2 separate regions of the Mus musculus genome follow, and region 2 is linked to region 1. A link is a contact called in public Hi-C data. All regions are on one chromosome and are shown on one strand. Each heading gives the region's core, a stretch centred on a gene start, on an enhancer-like site or on the middle of the called end of the contact. The rest is flanking DNA. Distances are from core to core; before and after follow the strand shown.

Region 1 (6,226 bases), core at 1,430-3,929:
AAACAACACAATTTTGGAGTCCATAGTGTGATCAGTCTGCCTCTAGGCCTGAAGGCAGGAGAGCTAGGTGATTCTTACCTTGTTTGTATCCCTGCTTAGGGCTTTGCTACCTGGAAAGTCTGTTTCCAGGAGGGGCAGCTCCCTGCAAGTGTGATTTTCAAAGGTGTAGCTGGGCATCCAAGAACAGTTATAAAGATATAATCAAATACTTACTTAGCTTCTCAAGCTCCAGCCTCAAGTTCTGACACTCCCGGGTTTCAGTGACAAGCCTCTCCTGACTCTGTGAGAGCCTCTTCTCTATCTCAAAGTATTGTTGTTCTACAAAAGACAAGTCCACACACTATGAATAACATCATGCACACGTGCCCTTGAAAGCAGTATTAATACCACTGTTTATTTCTTCTAATACTGACTGCAAAACTTAAGATACACTATTGGAAATTTTAATCTTAATAAACAGATTAAAAACTGAAAAGGACTTTCCTGTTATTCTTAACTGGCATATAAAGACAACATTGACTAAAAGAGGGTTCATAAATTAATTTCATCTAGGCAGGCAAGGTTGTATTTTCTCCAGATCTCAGGAGATTATTAAACATTTAAATATAAGTTACCTAATAAATAAAAATACTTAATTAAAAAGTGCATTGTTTTAAAGGGGTTAATGTAAAAATAATTTAAATGATGCCTAAATTTCTGTAAAAATAAACATGCAGACTTCCCACAAAAAGGGACTGCATTTGTCTACTTCATCCCATTATTGGGACATATAAATTACTCAGTATTGACTGTGTGTAAATTAATTAACAGAATACAGTATATTATACAAACTTCTTAAGAGTCACAAAATAACTGGATATTTTTACTTATCAACGTTGCTTGATAACTACACTTTATTGAAGAAAAAAATTAAATTAGGTGGAAATTTCTAATCAATCTACCATACTATAGACCCCATTCCCTCAATTAATGATAAACCAAAACATGTGACAAAAAATTCTGTTTTTTCTTTCTTTTTTTTTTCGAGACAGGGTTTCTCTGTGTAGCCCTGGCTGTCCTGGAACTCACTCTGTAGACCAGGCTGGCCTTGAACTCAGAAATACGACTGCCTCTGCCTCCCAAGTGCTAGGATTAAAGGCGTGCGCCGCCACCACCGCCCGGCTCTGTTTTTTAAATAACTGTTTTCTTTCTCCCAAGAATATTTAAGCTATGTCTCTAATTTCCTTATACAAAAGCAACGACAAGAACGTACAAGCAGATATTTTTATTATATATTTCCTATCAAGTCTCAACGCTCTGGGAGAACCACCATATATTCATTTATCGCATTTCATTGCTCTTTCTAGTACCGTCCTTTTGTATACAAATTCCTCATCGCGACCATCTACTGCATTATTAGATCACAGGGTGCTATACACACTAAAACAAGGCACTAAAGGGGGGAAATGGGTAAAGGCTTATAAATCCAGTTTAAAAACAAACAAACTGGGGGGGGGGCGCTTAACTGTCATTTAAAGTACAGCAAAACAACATTAGATTAGGATTGCATAGTCCTAAAAATCTGGTGCAAACTGGGCCAAATTCTCCAGTTTCTGTCGGTGGGCCCATTGAGGAGTTTCCACAGAAGACTACGCTTAGTAAAAGGAAACCGAGGTAAACGAAGGTGGATTTAGATCGGGGAGGATCCCCCCGCCCCCCGATCTAAACCACACAGCGGGGAGAAGAGAGAAGGCCTCCGCTGCACATGGAGCCTGAGAAGCTGCTACCTGAACACCTCACCAGGGAGAAGAGGGCAGGCGTGCAAAGGAGGTCGGGCCCCAGCTCCAGACCGGAGCGCGAAGAGCGTCTCCACACTTACCACTCTCCACCTTAAATTTCTCGTGCCGCCCCTTCAGGCAGTCGATCTCGGACTGCTGCTCGGCCAGGAACTTCTCAAGTTTGTTCTGCGTCGACTTCGGCAGTTTGTTCAGTTCCGGGCGCTCCAGCACTTGCTGCAACACCGCCGCCATGTCGGCCGGGATCGCGGCAACAGCCGCAGCGGCTGAAGGAGAAGCCAAGGAGCAAGGAGAAGCGCGGAGCCCAGCCGCCGGAGCCGCCCCGTCCGCCGCCTCGCTCGCGGTCTCTCGCGCGCCTGCCCGCCTGAGACTCCCGCGGCGGGACCCTGGGAAAGAGAGTCCCGCGTTAGGTGCAGCCAGAGCCGCGCCGCCGCGCCCTCTCTGCGCACGCAGCCACCGGGAGCTAGGCACGCTGGGAAAGCGAGTTCACAGCAGCCTCGGCCCCAGTTTTTTGGGGATTTCACCGGTTTCCAGCCCCAGAGACTCTTGGGAAATGTAGTGTATTTCTCACCCGCTTACGCGCGCTCAGGCCGCACCTCTCGCCCCACTTCCTTCTTTCTCCCCGCCCCCGGCTCGCCTCCTATGGCTGTGACGAGTGCCCGCGCGGGGGCGCTACATAAGTACGCAGCCACCCTCGTCCTTATCCCGGAGGAGCAAGACGACCTTACCGTCAAAACCCCGGGATGTCATGGGTACTCCTCTGTGGCCACTTCTAGAAGCCGAGCCACCAGAGGTCATGGGTCACGGCAGGGTGTCTCGACAGGCTCTGGGCTACCGCCACGATCTTAACGGTGCCCCGAGAGGGGCGGGGTGCAGGCCTCCCTCGCTTGGGTAGAAGAGCTGCGGAGATGGGTGCGGGACGGCTTGCGTCATCAGTCTGCACCCGTTGGGGCCGCGACCCGCGTTTGGAGTAGGAAGTGTCTCTGCTGTCGCTTTCTGATGAGATCATTGGCTGTGGACGTGGGGACCTGAGTGGCACCTGGCCTTTGAAGGTAGCTACTTGTACCCTAACTCGAGTTCTCTCGCTGACAGAAAGCTCCAGGGATTTATTTGCCACATGTGCACATTCTGAGATCAAGTTAGTCGGCCAAGGAATATGTGTGCACCCGGGCACCACCAGCTTCCTTTTCGGGGAGAAAAGAAAGGATTTAGGGACCATATGGAACAGTCAGTCACTGGTGCACACTCAAGCCCTGTTCGGAGGAGATTAGCTTAGTGTCAAACCTGGTACCTACATGCTTTTGTGGGTGTGAGGTACCGAATGACTTAGTGCGAAATTAAAGTAGTCTGGTTAATATTTTAAACAGAAAAAAAATCAAATTTTGTTGTTTATGTAGTAAGATGACATTGCAGGCAAATGTCTGATGTTGACGTTTTTAATTTTAACATTTTTAGGACAGTTTTATTGAGACACTTGTCATTTTGCCACAGTAACAGAACTATGTCTGTTTCCCGAACACGACTCAGCAATATCAGCGTGTACTTCGTTTCATGGCTGGGTACTTTTCTGGAAGAATTTGTTGCCTTTTGATTGAAAATAAGGAGAGCACATGCCTGTGGTGTCAGCTACAGGGATTAAGAGGTGGGGGGGTTATCATTCCAGGACAGCCTGTGTTAGGAGTCAGGCTCTGTCTTAATGAAGGGGATGGGAGGGATTAAATTAGTAGGAGATTCATAACTGAATTCACAAGCTGAAGAAGAGGACAGGAGATGAGAACAGGAGATGTTCCTGCAATGATTCAATTGAAGGGCTGAGTATCATTGCCACCGCAAGCAAAACAGATTGAGAGAACTTAAATCCCACCTTTCACACTCACTACTTTAGTCATTTGGAGGAGTTATTTAACATTTCTTTTTGATTTCTTTATGTATAAAACGGAGACGACAATAATAGTACTTACCGTGCAGGAATTTGTATTAAATATCAATACATGTGAAGTCCTTAGAAAAATGTCCCGTGTAGAATTGAAGCAATATAGATAATTGTCATTGCAGACTGGTTACCTAAGTGGCTGTTATTAGGAGTTGTCTCATAGCAGCAATCACACATTTGTGCCTTCCCACCTTGCACAATTTGTAGAAAACAGTCGTTTTACAGTCACTATTGGGTAAACAAATTTGAGTCTCTCTCCTCTTAATGAACTAATCAGAAATTCAGCTTCCATATTTTAGAAACAAGAATATCGAAGTTCACCAATAAATTGTCATAGAGAATGCAGCTAAGGAGTAGATCTAAAATAAGAAATTAGATGTGTTGAATGGTATCCTTATTTCCTTATCCCAAGAGTGAGAAGTAACTTTGCTTTCTCATGGCAATTGGTAATTATATTTGTTATTGTTGTTTTGTTTTCTTCCTGTGTCTTTCCAGGCAGGGTTTCACTCTTTAGATCAGATTGTCCCAGAACTCACTATATAGCTTTGGCTGGCCTCCAGCTCAAAGCGCCAAGTCTGTTTCATCCTCAAGGGTACAGCAATTCCAGGCTTGCACCACCATATCTGGCTGGGACTCTTGTTCCTTCTTTTCTTTTCTCAAAAGATTTTTGGATTTATTATCGTTTGGTGTGTATATTTGTGTGAACAAGCTACATGTGTGCAGACTTGAGAAGTGGGAGTCAGATTTCCTGGAGTTGCAGCTAAAGGCATTTGTGCACCTCTGGACTTGGATGCTGGAAACCGAACCCAAGCTCTGTGGAAAAGCAGCATGGGCTGCTAACCGTTAAGCCACCACTCTGGCCCCAAGGGAGTTCTTTCTTTCTTTCTTTTTTTTTTTGACAGGGTTTCTCTGTGTAGCCCTGGCTGTCCTGGAACTCACTCTGTAGACCAGGCTGGCCTCGAACTCAGAAATCCACCTGCCTCTACCTCCCAAGTGCTAGGATTAAAGGCGTGCGCCACCACTGCCTAGCAGCGGGAGTTTTTTCTTATAGCACTGTACTAAGAATTCCAAAGCTGGGAGCTGGAGAGATGGCTCAGCAGTTAAGACCACTGACTGCTCTTTCAGAGGTCCTAAGTTCAATTCCCATCAACCACATGGTTACTCACAACCATCTGTAATGAGATCTGATGCTCTCTTCTGGTGTGTCTGAAGACAGCGACAGTGTACTCACATAAATAAAATAAATTTAAAAAATTAAAAAAAAAAAAGATTTCCAAAGCTGCATTTTAGTTGTACAGAAAAGAATGCCTTATTTTATAAATGATCACTGCAAGAAATAGGAGAGTTTTGGGAATGGGCCACTCTTTTTGTTCTATTGCCTGTCCACCAATGCTAAAACATCAGAAATCGCTTTTCCCCCCAAAATGCTAACTTTTATTTCTTGCAATTTAGGCTGTTGAATTGGCTGTCTATAATGGGAAGAACCTACATTGTAGAAGAGACTGTTGGCCAGTATCTTTCAAGCATCAACCTCCAGGGAAAACCTTTTGTCTCTGGTCTTTTGATAGGACAGGTATGTATATGTCTGCTACTCTGCAGGTTGATAAAAACAAATTACTCATTAGTTTCAATTATATATACGATTTACTAGTAAATTCAAAGTTGTGATGTGGACGGGACAGAATCTTAAATAGTTAACCTAAAGTGGATCTTTGAGTTAACATTTGAAAGAGTAGGAAATCTGGTTGAAACTTGAATAAGTATGATTATTTTTCCCTTTGGTACTTTGAAAGTAACTTGTAATGTCAGAAGGTCACAGTTTAAGCCTTCCTTGACCACATGATTTACATTTTGCTTTCTTTGTGTTTTGGACCGGATACACAGCTCAGCTGGTACTTGCCCAGCATATGTAAATAGCGCTCTAAGTTTCATCCCCCGTGTTACTGGTGGTTGTCAGAGTGGTCAAAGGCAGGATCAGTTCTTTCCAAGTTCTTGGCCTCTTATCCAAATAATTGGAAATAAGGACTCACATTTGCAAACGTGGCAAGATAACTTTGTAAGGAACAAAGCAGGAATCCAGATGCACTGCAGGCCACATGAGGGAGGTAGTGCCCAAATTATGTTTGTGACTTAGTTTTATGGGGTTCAAAAGATGGGCATTCTCGCCTTTAAGAATGCAGGTTGAGTGGTTGTCCATTTTGGTTGTTAGGTTAGATAAAGTCTGATACTCATTTCCCCAATCTACATGTCCTTCCCCATAATCCACCTGATTAATTTAATGCATAGGTATAAGATTTTTTTTTCTGACATGTTCACTTGATGGACAGTTTATCTAACTGCACGTGCTCTTAAAACTATCTTAGGCTCATTGGACATTTCTATTCTTCTTACCAGATATCTTAGGAATACACTTCAATAGAAACTGACTAATGTGGTTCTTACCAAGGACAAGGAAATCTATATTGTTGCTTAGAGATGGAAGAAATATGTAGCTTGGTACAGATAGGGGTCTGAGAGT
Region 2 (6,226 bases), core at 1,849-4,348, 3.1 Mb before region 1:
AAGGTGTGCGCCACCACACCCGGCTAAACCTCACCTTTTTTAATTTTCTGGGTTTGTTTTGTTTTGCTTTGCTTTGTGGAAGGGTCTTAGTGTCTCAGGACTGTTGAGGGGCTCAACAGAGAAGACTGCTCTGACGTGGGTTTAAGCCAATAGAAAGTCTTTATTAGCTGGGTGGTGACTACTCTGGTGTTTGGGATTCCAGTGTAGCCCTTTGCCTTTCTCAGGTGAGCTTTGAAACATAAAAATCAAGTCCTAGCGGGGCGTGGTGGCCCACGCCTTTAATCCCAGCACTCCGGAGGCAGAGGCAGGCAGATTTCTGAGTTCGAGGCCAGCCTGGTCTACAAAGTGAGTTCCAGGACAGCCAGGACTACACAGAGAAACCCTGTCTCAAAAACACCAAGAAAAAAAAAATCAAGTCCTGGGTTGATATCCTTCACTTAAAAGAGCAGGTCCACAGAAGCAGAACCACGGGAGAAATTAGCACAGTTAGTAAGTTTTCCATAACTGTGGACTTTGATGGATGGAGACTTTTAGTTTTGGCAGGCGGTGCTGTCTCCACACTGAGTTTACAGCCTGGATGGTACAATGAACAGTGCTTACATCTTGGAGTCAGTTGTGCTTCAAAGGTCTGGCACCGTGTCACAAGGATGGCCTCAAACCTGCTTATTGAAGACGCTGACCTTGAATCCTGATCCCCTTGGTTCTGGATCCTGACTGCAGAGATTACAAACCTTAGGTGCCATGTTCAGTTTCTTATGATATTAGAGCTGGAACTCAGGATGTCAGGGACTCCAAGCAGCACTCTCTCCACTGAGCCCAGCTCTTTTTTTTTCTTCAGTTCTCTTCCTGGAATCAAGGTTCATACTGCTCTCCTTTCTACCAAATATCCCAAGAGACAGAAATTAGGGGGAGGAAATAGATATCCTGCTGTCTCTGGGGATTTTTTTTTTTTTTTTTTTTTTGTCTCAAATCTTTTTCTTGGGGTAAGTTCAAGGGCGGGAAGGTCACAGTGAGACAATGGGTAGAAAATCCTCTCGGGCTGGAGAGATGGCTCAGTGGTTAAGAACACTGACTACTCTTCCATAAGTCATGTGTTCAAATACCAGCAACCACATGGTGGCTCACAACCATCTGTAATGAGATCTGAGGCTTCCTTCTGGTGCATCTGAAGACAGCAACAGTGTAACAGTGTGTACTTAGATATAATAATAAAATAAATCTTTAAAAAATAAAAATAAAAAAAGAAGATCCTCTCAATGGGCCAAGTCTTTTTTTCTCTGCGGGCTTTGGAAAGTTTGGAAGCTGGATCACCCGGGGTCAAGATCTGCATTTTTATTTTCAGACAAAGTCACATGAGCAGAGAGGAAGAAGCCACCCCACAGGGGCCCTGTAGAATTTAGAACACCGTGTGAAGGAGGCAGGTCCTTAAAATAGAGAAAGGGTTGGTGAAAGTAGCAGAAGTGAAATTTCTGTCAGTCTGTGTGTTCTGCGCTGACTCCCTTGTCTCTGCACACTAGGCAAGCCGACCAGCAGAGGGCTGCACTCACCCTCTGGCCTGAGGAGTTTTAAACACCGTTCTCCTTTGGAAGTTTCCATAATTCTGTTCGCATGGGTGGAGATCAAATCGGGGCTTGAGGCATGCTAGTTTTCACAAAACAACAACAAACAGACAACTAGGTTGGGGATGCTGGGCTTGAGTGTAGCTTAGTAGTAGGGTAACCTTGAGTTACTCTTCAGTACTTCAAAAATACAACACCCCTCAAAACAAGTATTAAACTCAAGAGTCTTCTCACTTGAAGCTAAACAAAACACAGGATTTTGAGATAATTGGGAGCATGCCTTTAATCCCAGCCTGAGGGGTGAGGGGTGGGGCAGAGGCAGACAGATCTCTGTGAGTCCCAGGACAGCCTGGTTTACAAATCCAGGATAGCCAGGGCTACACAAAGAAACCCTGTCTTGGAAAAAAAAAAAAAAAAAAAAAAAGAGTCCCTCGTCCCTCTCCCCAGCCAAAAGGTAAGTGGAGAAGTTGTGTCTTGAGCTAGGGTTTTCTTTTTGGTGGGGTAATGGGTTTTACTACAATGGGATTAATGGCATATACCACCACCCCTGGCAATAAACCAATAAGCCAGGGCTCTCTTTCTTGTCTTAGATTCATTTTACTTTATGTCTTATGGCCTGTAGGTCAGTGCACCATGGTTGTACCTGCTGGGTCCCCTGGAATGGAGGTTATGGTTGTGTGTGAGCCACTGTGTGATTGAGAACTGAATCCAAGCCTTCCACAAGAGCAACAAGTGCTTTTAACTTCTAAGGTTTTTGTTCCTTTGCTGTTTAGACAGGATCTCATTATGTTGCCCTGGCCTTCCTTAAACATAGACCAGACTGTTTTGAACTTACGGAGGTCTGTCAGTCTCTGTTTCCTGGGTGCTGTGACTGGAGGCAAGTGCCACCATGCTACACACTGCCTGCAGCATTTTATTTCTTTTCTTTTTTCTTTTTCTTTTGGTTTTTCGAGACAGGGTTTCTCTGTGTAGGCTTGGCTGTCCTGGAACTCACTTTGTAGACCAGGCTGGCCTCGAACTCAGAAATCTGCCTGCCTCTGCCTCCCAAGTGCTGGGATTAAAGGCATGCGCCACTACTGCCCGGCTGCCTGCAGCATTTTGATGAAGCAGAAATACTTCAGTCCTTGTATTTTAACATACAGCACCCATAAATACATTGCTTTGGCATATTTTAAAGTGGCTATTCTGATAAACTCTGAAAGGATTAATCCTGTAACACTGCCCTTACGTAAGATAAACTATCAAAAAGGAGATCCATGGTGGCATGTCTCTAAATTTTGCCTTCAGAGGTGGAGGCAAGTGGACTGCGTTAAGTGGTGGGCTAGCTTGCTCTACAAAGACAAAGGCAAGGAGACATAACTTCCAGAAACCAAGCTGGTTAGCGACTGACAGGAAATTATGGGCCTAGGCCAGCAGATCTCGCGCGACCTCAGGTTTGGCGCCCGGAAGTGGTTCAAGCCCCGCCCCCTCGGGGCGTGCTGGCTCCGGAGTTGGCCTACCGCGCAGGCGCGAGTCGCCGACTCCGCCCCCTGGGTCCTGCAGTCGGAGCCATTTCGCCGCTGCTTCCATGCGGGTGAGGTGTGTTCTTTCGCCGTTCTCGTGGAAGGTTGGCGCTGCGAACTCGCCTAAGAAGGCTGTGCTCTCGGGCACGGAAAAGCGGAGGAGGGTAAGAAAGGGGGCGTTGCGGCCCCGGACGCGGGCTCATTGCTGCGGGCCGACGCCGGCCTCCGCGGCTCAGCCGTGGCTTTGTTGTGAGGCGCGGGCGGGCGAGCGTGTGGGGGAGGGGCAGCGCGGCGGGTACCCGGATTTACGGGCCGTGGGCGCCTCGCGCAGCGGAGCTCCCGTGGCCCTAGGCCCTGGGGTTCCTTGCACAGACTGGCCGCTCTCGGAGGCCTCTTCCTCACTCGGCCTGACGGGCGGCGGGTGTCTGTAATCAGTTGCGTGTAGGGGTAGCGGCTCGACGCCACCCGGCGCGTGGTGGTGGGGGGTCGTCCGCGGTTCTAATCCGGGACACCCGGGCCCCGTGGGGGTGCCCGCTTTGGGGTCCGGGGCTTCGCTGCAGGTCCTCCCGCTCCGCACTGGTGACGGGGCATGGCTGGGTGGGGCGGGATGAGGAGCAGGTGGTAGGAAAATGAATGCATGATTTAGTAAGTGATGGCGGAATTACACCGCGCAACGGGATAGCCCCGCTGTAGATAACGGTCGAAAGGGAGGGCGCCTCAGTCTGAGGGGTGCACGAGCCTGAGTCTGGCTTTGAGGTGCACAGTGTATCCGCTCCAAAGGGCAATGAGAGATCAGTTACGCCTAAGGCCAGACCTTCCTGGAGGAAGGGAGGGCCGGCCACGTGACCTGAGGGTGCGAAAAGAGATGAAAGAATTTGTTTCCGGGTGGCAAGAATGAAAACACAAAATTGGGAGCCATGACTCTAGCCTTTCATTCCAGCACTGGGGTTTGGTGGTGGAAGGTATTGTTCGATCTCTTGAGTCCGGGGCTACTACACATAGAAATCTTGTCTCATAAAACAAAATTTGATTTATTCCGATATGTGTGTGTATACGAGTATACGTGTATACGTATCAGGTAGTGGTGGCAAGTGAGAGAGGAGCTGTAGAAAAACAAACGAGTAATAGTGGAGGCATTTCTGGAGCCAAAACAGCAGGGCAGATGTGACATGATGGAAAATTTGGCATCCATCTAGGCTCTCGACAAGAGGATAAGTTCTAGGTCTGTAAAAGAAGTTGTGGGGTTTTTGTTTGTTTTTTTGGTTTTTCGAGATAGGGTTTCCTCTGTATAGCTCCAGCTATCCTGGAACTCACTCTGTAGACCAGGCTGGCCTCGAACTCAAATCCGCCTGCCACTGCCTACCAAGTGCTGGGATTAAAGGTGTATGCTACCACGCCCAGCTTGCTATTTTATGTAAATAACTACACTGTAGCTGTCTTTGGAAACACCAGAAGAGGGCATCATCTCATTACAGATGGTTGTGAGCCACTATGTGGTTGTTGGGATTTGAACTCAGGACCTCTGGAAGAGCAGTCAGTGCTCTTAACCGCTGAGTATTTCTAGGGGGCCATTTATACTCTTTATTCTCCAGTTTTCTTAAATTTCCTCAGTTCAAAGTAATAAAAGTAAAACCAAACAGTACAATAGGCAGTTTAAGGATTAAATAGTTCCTAATCTACTAAGGATATCAGCACCACTTTAAGGATTCAAGAAATAGCTGTGAAAGATCTTTGGGGATCGGATTAGAATTTCCAATTGTGAAGTTGGGTTGCAACTAAGAATATACTTAGGTATAAATTTATTACTGAGATGCCTAGTTAGTTTATAGATGGGAATATTAGTATTTTCCTCGGGTAAATTTTGGAGCCTTAAGGGCTGTATCGATCTGTTTGGACTTAGTTAGCATGAATGTTTAAAATTAAATGGGTTTTCTAGAGACAAAGGGGTTTGATAGGCCCTATATTTTGTTACTCATTTACTTTGTACATTTACTTATGTTGGGGGTTTTTGTTTTGGAGACAGGGTTTCTCTGTAGACTTGGTAGCCTCCAACTTAAAGAGATCAGCCCTTCTCTGCTCTCCAAGTGCTGGAATTAAATGCCTGAGCCAGAACAGCCAGACTTGTGAAGGAGTCTATTGTCTTTAGCTTCTTTTTGTTTTTTCGAGACAGGGTTTCTCTTCTTTAGCACTAGCTGTCCTGGGATTCACTCTGTAGACCAGGCTGGCCTCTATGTCTTTAGCTTCTGAATTTGTATTATCTGGCTTTGTCATCTGCTTTACCAAATGACTAGTCAAAGTTGGTGAGCCACAAGACTATTGGGGTCAGATTTGGTTGGTGTGCGATGTCATTTTACAGCTTACTGTAGTAATAGATCTCCTCTCCTCTGTTCTAAATGATTTTTTTTTAATGCATGAATATTTTGTGGGTATGTATATGTACCATTTGCCAGAAGAGGGCCTTGGCTCCCTTGGGGCTAGAGTTATGAATGTGTATATGCAAGTCACCTTGTGATGCTAGGAATCAAACCAAGGTCCTCTGAAAGAGAAATGGCTGTAAGAGAAAGCACTGAGCCATCTCCAGCCCCAAGAAGTTTTTGTTTTGAGATTGTCTCACTATGTAATCATAGGAGGCCTAGAACTGGTTATGTAAATCAGAGTGGCCTTAAAAAACTGCTGGCCCCTCCCTGGTTTTTGGTCTGTTTATGGTAGCTGAAGCCAGTCTAGGCTATAGGTCAAAATAAAGGTTTTATTTAGATTTTAGCTTGATTATATACAAATTGTGGCCATTTCTGTAGTTTTGGTGGGTTTAGTTTGTGGAGAGTGCTATATGTAACCCCAAGTAAACTTCTGTTCATAGCCATCTTCCAAGTGAAGGTTACTGGGTACCAAAGTTAAAGACGTGAGTCCCTACCTGCCTGGCTTTGTGTGTGTGTGTGTCTGTGTGTCTGTGATGGTATTTCTTGATATAGTGAATTTGAATTTGTGAGTCAGTCACATGGGACTTTTGCTTAAATTTTCTTTTAAAAATATGCCTTTTATTTTTGTGTGTATGAGTATTCTGTGAGTTTGTGTACACTTGGATGCCAGGTACCTTGAGAGGTCTGAACCCTTAGAGCCAGTGATGTTTGCCAGTCGCAAGTGGCTGAATCTGTATCTTCTCCAAGA

Evidence for each region. Hi-C and Micro-C count contacts between places; a contact is called where the count stands out from the background.
Region 2: a Hi-C map of CD8 T cells shows a contact between it and region 1, with 5 times the contacts expected there. The contact joins the promoter of Dhx9 here to the promoter of Tpr in region 1. A contact is called at or near these places in 3 of 484 Hi-C or Micro-C datasets (CD8 T cells, the HL-1 cell line and erythroid progenitors).

The regions. Positions count from the first base shown.
Region 1 is chr1:150,389,291-150,395,516 of GRCm38.p6, reverse strand. Tpr (translocated promoter region, nuclear basket protein) reads right to left here and starts at 2,679. Exons shown (of 52, transcript NM_133780.3): 1 at 2,504-2,679; 2 at 1,859-2,161; 3 at 214-318. The coding sequence starts at 2,573. Odr4 (odr4 GPCR localization factor homolog) reads left to right here and starts at 2,462. Exons shown (of 14, transcript NM_145511.2): 1 at 2,462-2,827; 2 at 5,161-5,281. The coding sequence starts at 5,183.
Region 2 is chr1:153,484,532-153,490,757 of GRCm38.p6, reverse strand. Dhx9 (DEAH (Asp-Glu-Ala-His) box polypeptide 9) reads left to right here and starts at 3,098. Exons shown (of 28, transcript NM_007842.2): 1 at 3,098-3,225.